Regions from separate parts of the Mus musculus genome. Here region 2 is linked to region 1. A link is a contact called in public HiChIP or PLAC-seq data. All regions are on one chromosome and are shown on one strand. The core of a region is the stretch at or near the end of the contact, and the rest is flanking DNA. Distances in the headings are between cores, read along the strand shown.

Evidence for each region. HiChIP or PLAC-seq counts read pairs in DNA pulled down with a chosen protein or histone mark.
Region 2: a contact with region 1 is called in an H3K27ac HiChIP or PLAC-seq map of embryonic stem cells, with 10 read pairs. The contact joins two enhancer-like sites. A contact is called at or near these places in 2 of 115 datasets of contacts at active chromatin or transcription factors (embryonic stem cells and extraembryonic endoderm stem cells).

What each region holds. Positions count from the first base shown.
Region 1 is chr9:78,161,786-78,168,769 of GRCm38.p6, reverse strand. It overlaps Cilk1 (ciliogenesis associated kinase 1), which reads right to left. Exons shown (of 14, transcript NM_019987.2): 12 at 4,111-4,239; 13 at 1,738-1,860; 14 at 1-1,170. The coding sequence ends at 1,016. Among named protein-coding and RNA genes, the nearest start is that of Rn7sk, 10 kb to the left of the region's middle. Within about 2 kb of position 1,904, at least 30 of the 459 cell types and tissues checked have an H3K27ac peak or open chromatin away from gene starts, as enhancers often do. A contact at or near this core is called in embryonic stem cells and extraembryonic endoderm stem cells, where this site is marked.
Region 2 is chr9:78,498,716-78,505,656 of GRCm38.p6, reverse strand. No RefSeq gene overlaps it. Among named protein-coding and RNA genes, the nearest start is that of Eef1a1, 20 kb to the right of the region's middle. Within about 2 kb of position 2,201, at least 124 of the 459 cell types and tissues checked have an H3K27ac peak or open chromatin away from gene starts, as enhancers often do. A contact at or near this core is called in embryonic stem cells and extraembryonic endoderm stem cells, where this site is marked.

The DNA.
Region 1 (6,984 bases), core at 655-3,154:
ATGGCTGTCCTACTCAGCCCCTTCATCCCCATCCCCACCCACAGGTGTGGGCTGGTGAAGGCAGAGGCCAGCAGAGATGTCAACCAATACAAAGCAACAAAGAAGTAGGACTGTGCTGTCTCGAATGATTATGCCTGGGTTTATCTGGATTTTTTGCAGCTGTGTTTGTGAGTGTAATAAAATTTCACCAACTAGTTATGAAAAGTTCTTTGTTTTGGGGGCAAAAATAAAGTAAAATGTCTAAAGAAAGCGATAGTTTAGGACAGAACCGTTGTATGAAAGACAATCGTATAAAAGATAGGATCAGGGCTGGGAGGCTTGTACAAAGCCCAGGGTAAAACCAAGCATGGCTTACACACCTGCGATCCCAGCACTCAGGCAGGTAGACACAGGAAGATCCCAAGTTCAAAGCTATCCTCAGCGACATAGTGAGTGGGAGGCCAGTCTGGGCTACATAGGACCCTGTCTCAAAACAACAAAACAACTTCCACCCCCAGAACAATCAATACAAGCTGTTCAGAAAAGCAGTGAGCAGACCACCTTCCGAAGACCAGTCTAAGAGAGCCTAGAGTACCGAATGGGCCACTCCATAAAATTCAAATATATCAAGTAAATTATCTTGTATCCCACTGTCTTAAACTGCACCCTGTCACAATACTGAATCAATATTATTACATATTTCAAAATCTGTATAAAATATTACATGGAACAATGAACAAAAAATCACTTAATCTTTAAAAAGTTCATTACAAAGTTGACTGTATAAAATGCTAAAACATAATCCATATATACAAAATGCTGTTGTTTAAGAAAATAATGAGACCCGGTTTTAGAATAAAATAATTTTATACAAAAAGAGGGTATTGCATTCAAATCAATGTTTTAAAAAAAATTTAAAAGAAATATTGAAATGTATTAGTTCAGAACAGCTGTAAGTGTGGGTTGTTTTACACCGCCTCGTGGTTGTGCGGGTACAATGGAGCCAGCTGAGGAGCACGGCCCGTGGCCGGGACAGTCACCGCCGGGATGGGTACTTGGAAGACCAGTCTATCCTGCCGTGCACAGGCTGAGCAGCTGGAGGTCGGGGGATCAAGCCGGGCGTGCTCCTGGGCTGGGTGTGAAAGAAAGGCCTCCCCGGGTGAGGTCTCACGGCCTTGAGGGAAGAGTAGCCTGCAATGGAAGAGAAATGCTGAGTGGGACCCAAGGCAGGTGCAGGAAGGCCAGAACGGGGACAAATGTCTGCAGCGGACACGGGGTGGGTGCATATGCACAACTGCCTCCTTCTCGTCTCCCCTCCTGCAGGCAGGGAGAAATCTGTGGGAAGACTCTATCATCTGGCACAACCCTCCTGTCTCTTTCTTGCCCCCCTGCACCCTGTATTTTGGCCTCTTCACTGCTCTCTGAATTTGCTAGGCCTGATCTGCTGCAGAGCCATTCCCAGTGCCCAGGGCTCGCCCACTAACTTCCGCCCCACAACTTCCGCCCCACTTCTACTAAGCGTCTTTTTGTAGCGAACTTTATTGACTCCGTGGGCTCCAGGCCCCAAGTCCACTTTTCGCCTGCTTTGGTTTTTTTTCTCCTTAGCATTTATGCACATCAGAATTTGTATATGTTGACACTCAATCCACTCGCATCCTCTACAGAGTGCTGCCTGACTCTGCAGACCCTGTCCCTGCCACAGAGCAGCAACTCAGGAACTACTGGACTAATTTACCGATGACAAGAATTGCGACTCACCGGGGGGAGGGGCTGCGAGGGGCGCCAGCTGAACCCTCTGCATGACAGAACCGATTTCCTTTTTCAGAAAGGAAGGAATGTAGCTTCCAGTCAGTCCACTAGAGCTCGCAGAGCCTGAGCCAACTGAGGGGTGAAAAGGAAAGCTCTTTAAACTACAGAGACACGCCTACCACACCAAGAGTTCAGGAAAGCACGTTGTTATCTCTGAGGGACAAAGGAGGAGACCGAGGAGAGCTCTGAGAAGCCATGTCACCATACCACAGTCAGAAAGGTCACGAAGGCAAAGGACATGCCTTCCCATAGGCAGGCAGCAACTAAGGGGGCCACTGTTAAACTAAGCAAGGGACATAGTTTTCCTACCAAGAATTGGTTTAGCCTGTTCTGAAACTTTTTTTCTTCTATTCCATCTAATGGAATATCCTTTCATGTCAGTGTATACAAATTCTGAAATGCAGTTGAATGTAATTCACTTAACATATTCTCTCATGCGAAGGGGTAATCCTATTTATTTACATGTTATAAATAGACACTAACTATCCTGCTGATAACTAGACTCACTGGCCCCAACAGAAATGTCCTAAAAGGTCACTCACTGTTTATGTCTTCCTGCCATCTTTCCTTTTCTCTACTCCCCACTTTCTTATTTTTTCCTAAGGCAGCGCTAGTCTCCTGAATGCTGGGATTATAGGTGTGTGCCACCAGGCAAAGCTTGTTTAAATCACTTACATTTGAAAGTGTGCTAAGGGAAGACTGTATACTGCCCTCTGCCTTTGTATTCTAGGAGGTTCATGGTATAACTTGCAGATAGCAGGTAAGCAGTTAACACAGACTCATGGATGAGTTAGTTCTGACCATTAAGGACAATGGGATGGTAGTACTGAGCGTGAGGAAGAGTTACTGTACAGCTGCATTGCCTTGACAACAAAAAGGCATCTGATAACTGCTTAGGGCAGAGTGGGGAAATGCCCTGGAACGCATGGAGTACTGGTAAGTAAGGAGACAGGAAGAAAAGTGAGAGGAGAACTTGAACCCCGCTCCCCCAAGGAGAAAAAAAAATCAATAAACACAAGGATAAACCTTAAGACATATAAGTTTAACATCAGTGAGAGTAGAGGCCCTTGGTCCAGTGACGGCTCCATGCCCCAGGGTAAGGGAAAGCCAGGACAGGGAAGCAGGAGTGGGTGGGTTAGTGAGTACGGGGAGGGGAAATGGGGTAGGGGGTTTTCGGAGAGGAAATGAGGAAAGAGGATAACATTTGAAATGTAAATAAAGAAAATATCTAATTAAAAAAAAAAGACATACAAGTTTAGACAGAGGCACTATATCCAGCTGGGAGCAATGTGATATCTATAAAGCCCAAGATGTGCACACCCTTTAACCTAAAGCTGATCCAGCAGAGGACCTGGTGCCTGTGTGCACACAAACAGAGATACAGTAGTGTCCGCCTTGTGTCCACCTTAGCCCCTTCCAACGAACAAGCTACAAACAGCCATTCACGTGGTCAGAAGGCAAAGAATGAATAGTGATCCAATATAGTAACGGATAATCCAGTGTAGTAACCAGTTATGGCACATACAGCCATATGCAGTATAGCTTACAATTCAGGATAGATACAACATACTTGCTACACACTTTATTTTTTAAAAGGAAGCATTCCTATAAACTTTAAACTATGCAAAGCTCACTGACTTTTATATATAACTTTTTAAATGCACAGGAAAAGTTGACATTCCATCAGGCCTGGTATGTAGGGTGGGCCACGGGGGCTTACATGTGTTCTTCGGTGGCATGACGGGTACCTGGGCACGGCATTCCTACATGAACCCTAATGTAAGAAGGTTCCGGGGAGCGGCGAGGGTTAGGTGTGCACTGGGTGCCGTGTAGAGCACTCGGCCAGGGAAACAGCACGGGGAAATTGTCTACCTGGCTAGCCATTTTGGAGGACTTTATTTTAAAAAACAGTCTGTCCACTTTCCAACCAGAAGGGACTCTGCTGCTCTGGGCAGGGCAGGTTCACAGTCAGGAAGTCCAGCAGAGAAGTCCAGACTAACACTGACTTTAGGAGCCAGGTGTCCAAAGCACAGCAGGGCATCCGAGGTTAGATTTGGTAAGTCTGTAAACTTGGTTTTTGGCTTCCTCCTGGGTCAGGGAGGACTGCTCCACTCCCAACCTCCCCTGAGGACAGAACCTTTGGGGAGCTGGCTGAACCCCTAGGGCTGCTACAAAAGGGAGAGCAGGGCAGGGAAACTGAAGAGATGCCTGCGTCTCAGACAGAAGGGCCCCATGCCATAGTTCTCTAGGAGACTTCCTCCAGCCCCACAACATCAGGAGAATTGGCCTCTGGTCACTCAGGAGTTAATAACTGTTACTTGCCTGAAGTTATTTTGCTCACTACTGATACTGTTCCTGAAGATTTTCCAGACAAGCCGGAACTGGACCATGAATTTGATGGAAGAAAGTCCTTGCCTGGATTTGGGAGCACGCCATTTCTTATATTTATTCCTAGAGGAGAAGAAATGAGCTTTCAATGCAAAATAAACCAGACAGATAGAAACAATGGTACATCTACACGAAGGATATTAATCAGTCATAAGGAGACCAGGAGCTCGCCATTTGTCTGATACGGACTTTAGACAAGGGAAACGCACTAACACACAAAGACAAGGGAAACTAACACACACAAAAAAAGATTACATGACTTCACTAATATGTGGAGTCTGTCTGTGGTTATGAGACTAGCCTTTAATGACTGAGCCATCTCTCCAACCCTATACATGGGACCTAAAAAAAAAATTCAAATATACATAGATTATAAAATAAATACAGAGAGAAAATTCAAAACAAAACAAAACAAAACAACAAAGCCCAAAAAACTCAAGCCAACAAGTTACCAGGTGTCTAGGGACAAAATGGAGACGACGTGAGGGCAGGTCAGAGAAGAGGGTGCAATCTGTGAGTCTTTTTTTTTCTTTTTCGAGACAGGGTTTCTCTGTGTAGCCCTGCCTGTCCTGGAACTCACTCTGTAGACCAGGCTGGCCCCAAACTCAGAAATCCACCTGCCTCTGCCTCCCAAGTGCTGTGATTAAAGGTGTGCAGCACCTCTGCCCGGCACAATCTGTAAGTCTGATCACCTAAGAACCACAGGCAACACAACTGTACTACGTATGACATCTTTTCTAAATTAGTAGGTGTTTGCTGTTCTTGCCATAATAACAACTAATATAGCCGGGCGTGGTGGCGCACGCCTTTAATCCCAGCACTCGGGAGGTAGAGGCAGGCGGATTTCTGAGTTCGAGGCTAGCCTGGTCTACAGAGTGAGTTCCAGGACAGCCAAGGCTACACAGAGAAACCCTGTCTCGAAAAACAAAAAACAAAAAACAAACAAATAACAACTAATATTAACTCCACGAGACCGTGGACACTGTTAGGGCCAAAGCACCCCACCCCTCCCCCACCCTAGCGGCAGTGCCACTGCCAAGGTTGTAAATGATGCTCTGGTCTCATCGCAGGCTGCACTCTGACAGGGTAAACAGAAGGCTTGCCAGTGGATAAACAAAAGCCCCAAACCAGCATGCCTGAGGAACTTGTGATGTGGGCTAGGAAGAGCCACAACCTCCCTTAGCTCCACTGCAGCAGCAGACAGCCTTCTGCAATGCTGCATCTATTAACACACGCTTACGAGACCGACTAACGTCCCCAGACTGGCTCCCAGGTGGCCAGGCTCGCACACCTCCCTAACCTTCCTCCTTTAAAGCTGGTAGCTTTTACACCTTTTGTTATTCTCTCTGACCTCCGAGAGATAGCCAGGTCAATTCTGAATTTCCCCAAATAAACCATTCCTTTCACCAGTGGTCCAGTCTGGTGGTTTCATTGCACCCTTGCTGAGCTGGTTTGGATGGCAGTGGCCCCCACAGGCTCATGTATCTGAGGCTTGGTCAGTAGGGAGTGGGGCTACCTGAGAGGGATTAGGAGGCGTGGCCTTGGGGGAGTGGGCTTCCAGGTATCTCTTCATAACAACAGAACAGTGACAAAGCACATGCTTACAGTCACTCTAGTACATTTCTTACAATTTATGTATTGCCTGTGACATTGCTAGATACCTTAATCAGACATGGCAAAGTTTATTTGAAACATAAAATAAATCTATACCAAATTTCAAAAATGAAAGTAACACAGAACATAAAAAATTTCTGTGGTTAAAAAAAACAAAAAACAAACAAACAAAAAAAAAAAACACTCCAGCAAAACCCAAAAATATAGAAACTGGTGACATCACGTGACAGACACAAAGGGAAGAGGCCATCTTGGAGTGGAAAACATTGTCTCATTTGCAGCCAGTCTGTGGGGTTTTCTTATGCTTCAGCTAACAGATCTGTCCCTGCTTACCTTTCTGGTCCCCTCCCTCCCTCAGGAGGACTCCTTCAAGGACTCCTAAACATTTGAATCTTCCCTCTTCCCAGTGACTTCTAGGTTCTCTCCATTCCTCACTGATACCCCATGCCACAGCTCTGCAGCCCCTGGCTTCTTTTTGTGTCTGTTATCTGAGGTTCCACTTTCCCCCACGGCCTGGATCACCTCACCATTAGCGGCTGATGACATCGCTGTGCGTGCGGACATGCCTCATTAATGCTGCTCCTTCAGATGCGAGGCCACCCAGGACAGAACATAGAAGCTGTGAGGCCATCAAGACAAACGTTTACCATGCTCCATGCTCCTGCCAAAGCCAGCCTCCACAGCCGTTCTATAGAACTGAAGCTTACAGTCTACTCATCCATTTCCTCAGACCTGGGTCCCTCCACATTTGTCACCACGAGAACCATCACTGCAGACTTCTAGGATGATGTCAAAACCCTGATAGCCTGCCTGGACCCATCATACCCCCAACCTCAAGTGAAGCATTTACTGCATCTGGAGGCTTTACTTCGGAACTGCAGTACTTCCAGACTGGCTTCCCCTTCTCTTACCCAGATGACAGTCATAGCTTGCTGGGCCCTAACTGTAGACTCATATCCTCCAATTAAGCTTGCTGGGCCCTGACTGTAGACTCTTATCAGGATTTTCCCTATTTAAAAAAAAAAAATGAAACTCAGCATAGTGAAGTGATACACAGCTTTAATCTCAATACTCAGGAAGCTCTCTGTAAGGATCTCTGTAAGTTCAAGGCCAGCCTGGTCAATATGGTGAGTTCTAGTACAGCTAAGGCTACATGGTAAGGTTCAGTAAAACAACAACAACAACAACAACACC
Region 2 (6,941 bases), core at 952-3,451, 340 kb before region 1:
TTCAGACACTCCAGAAGAGGGCATCAGATTTCATTACGGATGGTTGTGAGCCACCACGTGGTGGCTGGGATTTGAACTCGGGACCTTCGGAAGAGCAGTCGGTGCTCTTAAGCACTGAGCCATCTCGCCAGCCCCAAATACTGCATCTTGATCATTGTTTCAGGAAAGATCACATTTACCTCCCACTCCCCACCTAACTCCTCCCAGACCCACCCAGACCTTCTTACTCCTCCACCTAACTCCTCCCAGATCCACCCCACCTCCCTACTTCTCCACCTAACTCCTCTCAGATCCACCCCACCTCCCTACTCCTCCACCTAACTCCTCCCAGATCCACCCCACCTCCCTTTCTTTCATTTTTATCATTTTTTAAGATTTATTGACTTTTATGTGTGTAGGTATTATGCACAAGTGTCTGTGCATCCCTTTTGAGCTCGGCGGAGCCAGAAGAAGGCTTCAGATTCCCTGGAACAAGAAGAGTTCTAGAAGACTGTTAGCTGCCATGTGGGTACTAGGAATTAAGTCGAATCCTCTGGAAGAGCAGCCAGTGCTCTTAACTGCTGAGCCGGGTTTTTTGTTTTTGTTTTTTGTTTTAAATAACCTAATGAGTTCAATTTATGCTGCCCACATACTGATGAGCATGGGACCACTCACTGGAGAGAGGTTGACTTTGCAGGGACAGCATACTTAAAGTAAAGGCTCTTCCTCCTTCCGGATCCATGAACTAGCTGCTCAGTTAGGGGTGGAGCTCATGAGCCGCCTCTTTCCCATGCTGGAATGTTCACTATCTTGGTCTTGTGTGCAGGCACCACAGTTGCTGTGAGCAGATGGGCCCAGTGGTCTTATCGTGTCCAGAAGACACAGTTTTTACTCCATACTCTCCCTACCCTGTGTCCCTTACACCTTTTCCACCTTCTAAGTGCTGAGATTACAGGCATGTACCACCATGCCTGGCCAGACTATTATGCCTTTCATCCTGGTTTCCTGATTTTACAAAAATCATATAAACAGCTCAGTTTTGGTTGTGAAACTTGGAAGCTTTTGTGAGTGACTCCATCCTGACTTTTAGTCTATCCTGTGAAGTCACTCAGAGGGAATCAGCAGCCCCTATAGTATCTATATAACAGCACTGTTCTCCCGCAAGGGCCACAGGGACTCATGATGGACAAAGACCAAGCAGCCACGGGAGGAGCTAAAAGGCCAGGCTTAGGGCCTCACACCTTTTAGTCACAGCACTCAGAAGGCAGAGGCAACTGCATCTCTCTCTGTGAGTTCAAGACCAGTCTACTCTAAAAGGGGAGCTCCCCACCAGCCATGGATCGTGGATACACAAAGAGCTCTTGTCTCAAAACAAACAAACAAACACAACACAGCACACCAAAAAACCTCACAATAAAAACAAGCATGTGGGGGCTGGAGAGATGGCTCAGCAGTTAAGAGCTCTGGCTGCTCTTCCAGGGGTCCTGAGTTCAATTCCCAGCAACCACATGGTGGCTCACAACCATCTGTAATGGGATCCGATGCCCTCTTTTGTTGTGTCTGAACACAACTACAGTGTACTCACATACATAAAATAAATCTTTAAAAAAAAAAACAAAAACAAAAAAAAAGGATGAGCCAGACCCAGTGCACAGGTCTGTAATCTGTAATCTCAGCTGGGTCTACCGAGCAAGTTCCAGGGCAACGTGGCTGAATTAATGAGATTCTAGAATGAATGAAGCCCTCTGTTTAATCTCCTGTATGGAGACAAAGGAAGGGAGAAGGGAGAGGGGGAAGGGAAGAGGATGGAGAGGAGGAAGTGGGGGAGGGGGAAGGGGAAGGGAAGAGGATAGGAAGGAGGGAGAGGGGGGAGGGAGAGGGAGGAGGGTGGGGGAAGAAGGAAGGGGCAGGCTAGCTATGGCTTAACTCAGCTTCCAATCTTATTTCTCACAAATACCTACAAAATTCCTGAAGTCAAAGGTCCAGACCTGCTGTCCTGCTGGAATCCAAGCTGTCCCGCAGAGTCTCCTTGCCAGGCTCTCTGTCACAGAGTGCCTGTGCATCCTTTGAAGCCTGGCGATGACTGCACTCCCCACATTATTCCTGCCACAGTGAGCCAGTAAGGAAGGCCGTCATTTTTTAGGGGCAAACACAGAAGAATCCCTCTGCAATGTGTCTTTCCCTTTATTCTCAGCTAAAGGAGGATGATGCAAGCTGAGCATGCCCAGACAAGCTGAGGTGTTCCTGTCCTACAGTTTAACCTTTCAGACATGGGACCCAGGATGCAAGCTAAGCATTCACAAAAACACGTGTCTGTTGCCTTTTCTTCCTAGATTAGGATCTTCAACTGGGCATGCTCAGGACTGATCCCAGTCTAGGAAAGAGGGCTTTTCTCCCTGAGTAGGATAAAAATCCCTGCAGTTCTCTGTTAGGGGAGGACACTGCTTTGGGAATAACTCCTGTGCGATCCTCACCCATGGCAGTAAATCTTCCTGCACTCATTGAAGCCTTTGTGCTTCTTTTGATTTTGAAACAAGATATGAACCTATTACATCCAGTTCCAGTATGTGCTTCAAAATAATCCGGACTGAGGCTGTTAGAGGTGAGGTCAGGTTTCCATAATAATTGGTGCATCCGATAATCGGCAGGCACAAAGGACATAGCAGGAAGGGGGAAACTATTATTCTCTCATTCCTTCTGCTTTTCGGGGGGGGGGGGGGGGGCGGAGAGAGAGCTGTATTTACATTATGGATTCTATTGGGCTTATTGACTGATTGAATTTTTTTTAAAAAAAGTGCCCTTGGAACCCAGAGGCATAGGATTCCCCAGAGCTGGAGTTACAGACAGCTGTGAGCCATTCGACATAGGAAATAAATTATCATACTGGGCATGAAGTTGGGAGAGAGACATTGTGGGGAGCCCGGGAGGAGTTGGAGGGGCAGTGTGGGTGGATATGGGCATAATACATTGTATGCAAGTAGGAAATTCCCAAAGAAGAAATTTACGGCTTTTTAAACTTTTTTTTTTCCTTGAAACAAGGTCTTGCACCATGTGTAGCCAAGCAAGACTGATCTCAAATTCTTCCAGAGGACCAGAGTTCAACTCCTGGCATCCACAGCAGGAGACTTACAATCACCTGTAATTCCAGCTCCAAGAGATCCTGTTTCTGGCCTCTGGAAACACTTGGAGTCATGTCTACATACCACTGACTACCAGGCATACACACAGATACAGACTTAAAATAAATCCAATTTAAAAAATAAAATGCCCCTTGTACCAGTGTCTTTGGCTACTGTTTTAACAACAATGGACCCCAAGAAAATGAACTTCTCAGCCAGGCATGGGGTGCATCCCTTAAATCTCAGCACGGGAGGCATAGGAAGGAGGGTCTCTGAGAGTTCAAAACCAGCCAGGACAGCCAGGAATACATAGAGAGACCTTGTCTCAAAACACACACACACACACAAAGAGAGAGACAGAGACGGAAACTTTATTTTCCTTTTTTTTGTTTGAGACAGGATCTCAGTATGAAGCCCTGTTTCTCTGGCTCTTATAATCTTTCTGCCCTTCTTCTGCATGACCCTGTGATCCTGGAGCCTTAGGTCCAAGAATTATGCTGTAGATGTATCAACTAGAACATGGTACCACGTAGGTTCCTGTTCTCTGCACTTTGATCACACGTGGTTTTCTGTAATGGTTTTCGTCTGTTTGCAAAGAGAAGTTGCTTCGATGAGGGGTGAGTATAAAGATAAATATTTAGAACCCAGTTGGCAATTATGGTGGTTTAGTATACAGTGTCAGTTGCAGATTCTCCTTCAAGATTTATGACTTCAGGGCTGGAGAGATGGATCAGTGGTTAAGAGCACTGACTGCTCTTCTAGAGGTCCTGAGTTCAAATCCCAGCAACCACATGGTGGCTCACAACCATCCTAATGAAATCTGATGCCCTCTTCTGGGGTGTCTGAAGACTGCTACAGTGTACTTACATAAAATAAATAAATTAATTAAAAAAAAATTCTCCTGTCTTTGCCTCCAACAGAGCGGGGTTACTGGAGTGTGCTGGAGCATCCTGGCTTGTCGTATGGATGCTGGGAATCAGGTCCTAGCATTGGGCTGCAGGCACACTAAACCACAAGGCCCAGTGAATGACTTCATTAAAATTCAAGGCAGTTGCTGATGTGGAGAATGATGTAATGAGGGGATACTGTGTGGAAAAACAAAGAACAGTGCCAACTTCATTCAACATGAACTCCCACAAGGCGGCTGACAGGACTTCCTCTACTGCCAGGGCATCCAATGCCCTCTTCTGGCCTCTGAGGTAACCATCACACAAGTCACAGAAGTGGTGCGGAAACATACATGCAGGCAAAACATCCATACACAAAATAAAATGAATTGCCAGGCAGTGGTGGCTCATGCCTTTGATCCCTCATGAAGTGGAGGTGGATCTTTGTGAGTTCAAAGCCAGCCTGATTTACAGAGTGAGTTTCAGGACAACAGAGCTACACAGAGAAACCCTGTCTTGAAAAACCAAAGCAAACTACCTACCTACCTACCTACCTACACACACACACACACACACACACACACACACACACACATACACACACACTTTTTGAAAGAGAAAGGGTCAACGAGGAAGCATAACATACTTTATAATCTGGGATTTACAGTAATGACTATTGCTAGACCCAGTACAAGGCTAATACTCCTAGGCAGAAAGAGTATCCTCACTGAAGAAGTTTATCCAAAAAAAATGTAACATAATTTTGCAGGTCTAAAGAGTTTAAAAAAAAAAAACTATTTAAATTGAAACTTATCTGACAGGTAGTTCTAGTGGCCCAGGCCTGTAACCACAGCTACTCCGAAGATTCAGGCAGAGGGGCCCCAAAAAATTGGGCTGGCTTGGGCTTCAGGAGTAAGAACAGGGTCATACTAAGATCCCATGTCAAATGAAAAGTCAAAGAGATGGCTGGGAGTCCTGGTGAGAAGCCATCAAGGCCAGCGGGTGCAAGCTCATCTTATCACACTGAACCCAGTTCCACGCATGCTGTGAAGAAATGAGATGTCAACATTTTTACAGCTGTGTGATTCTTGTACATGGATCACATTTCCACCAGTGGGTTCATCTTGGCAGGACTTAGTAGCACATGCCTGAAATTCCAGAGCTCAGGAGGTGGTGGCAGAAGCTCTATCGCTTAAAGAATTCCATGAGAGCCTGTTTCAAAAACAAGTAAACTGGGCTCAAGAGATAGCTTAGCAGTTAAGAGCACTGACTACTAAGTTCAATTCTCAGCAACCACATGGTTGGCTCACGACCATGTGTAATGGGGTCCGATGTCCTCTTCTGGTGTGTCTGAAGACAGCAACAGTATACTCATATGCATAAAATAAACAATTCTTTAAAAAAAAAAAAGGAAACTAAAGCTCAACAACAGGGTGAACATTTTTAATCCCAACACTCTAGATGCAGAGACAAGCAGATCTCTGTGTTCAAGGTCAGCCTGACCTATACATATTGAGAGTCAGGGGGAATGTAAGAAGATCCTAGGGTTTTCAGGACAGCTAGGGCTAGTTATAGAGAGACACTATAATGGCTATTCCTGGTTGTCAACTTGACTATATCTGGAATGAACTACAATCCAGAATTGGAAGGCTCACCTGTGATTCAGATCTTGAGGCTGGGAGATACAAGTTTCTGACCTTGATCTTGCCATGGAGATCTTGAGGCATAGAGGCTATGAATCCCAGGAGACTAAGGCAAGGAGATCTCTGAGTTCAAGGTCATTTTCTGCTGGAGACATATATATATATATATATATATATCTTGAGAGAGAGAGAGTGAGAAGAGCAGCACAGATGTGGCAATACAGCTCAGCAGGGAAAGAACTGCCTAGGCTCAATCTCAGCACTGCATGAATAACAACTGTACAGATGAATCTCTAGCACTGCATAAATAAAAAATAAGTATATAAATAAACAGTCTCTAAGTTTAATTTTAAATCTATTTAGTATTTCTGTGTATGGGATATGTGTTGCCTTTGCAGTGTTGGGTAGTTTGACACAACTTGACACAAGTTAGAGTCTTCTAAAGGAGAAAATGAGAAAGTTTCCCAACTGCGACAATGACATCCATTAGATTGGCCTATAGGCAAGTCAACAAGGCATTATTTTGATTGCTGTGGAAGGCTCAAACCTACTATGGGCAATGCCATTATTGTGAACATGGTTCCGGGCTACATCAGACTAAATCAGGTGGTGGTGGTGTTGCACGACTTCAAGCCCAGCACTCAGGAGGCAGAGGCAGATGGATCTCCTGTGAGTCTGAGACCAGTCTAGCAGCCATGGGGAACAAGTCACTAAGCAGACAGAGGTCACTGTGGCTTCTCTTTCAGTTCCTGCCCTGAGTTCCAGCTTGGGGCTCAGTTCCATGTTATATAAGTCAACTAAACCTTTTCCCAACTAAGCTGCTTTTTAAGGCCTGGCCCACCGGGCGGTGGTGGCCTGCACGCCTTTAATCCCAGCACTTGGGAGGCATAGGCAGGCAGATTTCTGAGTTCGAGGCCAGCCTGGTCTACAGAGTGAGTTCCAGGACAGCCAGGAACAGAGAAACCCTGTATCGAAATAAAACAAAACAAACAAACAAACAAACAAACAAACAAAAGGCCTGGCCTTTGCCATGGCAACAGAAAACAAACCAGGACATTGACTAAGATCTGAGCACCACTGTACAGTTCTTCCTTCCATCTTTCACATGCCCTCTAGGGCTCAAACTAAGGTTGTGAGACTTTTACAGCAAAAACCTTTACCGACCAGAGCCATCTCCTCAGACTGTGATTGTTTATTTAAGATGTGGCCTCCAGTGAAGACCAAGAGTTCCTGATCCTCCAGCCCCCACCTCCCAAAGTGCTAGGATTGCAGGCTTTTGCTGTGTGACACCACCCAGATAAATTCACATTTTA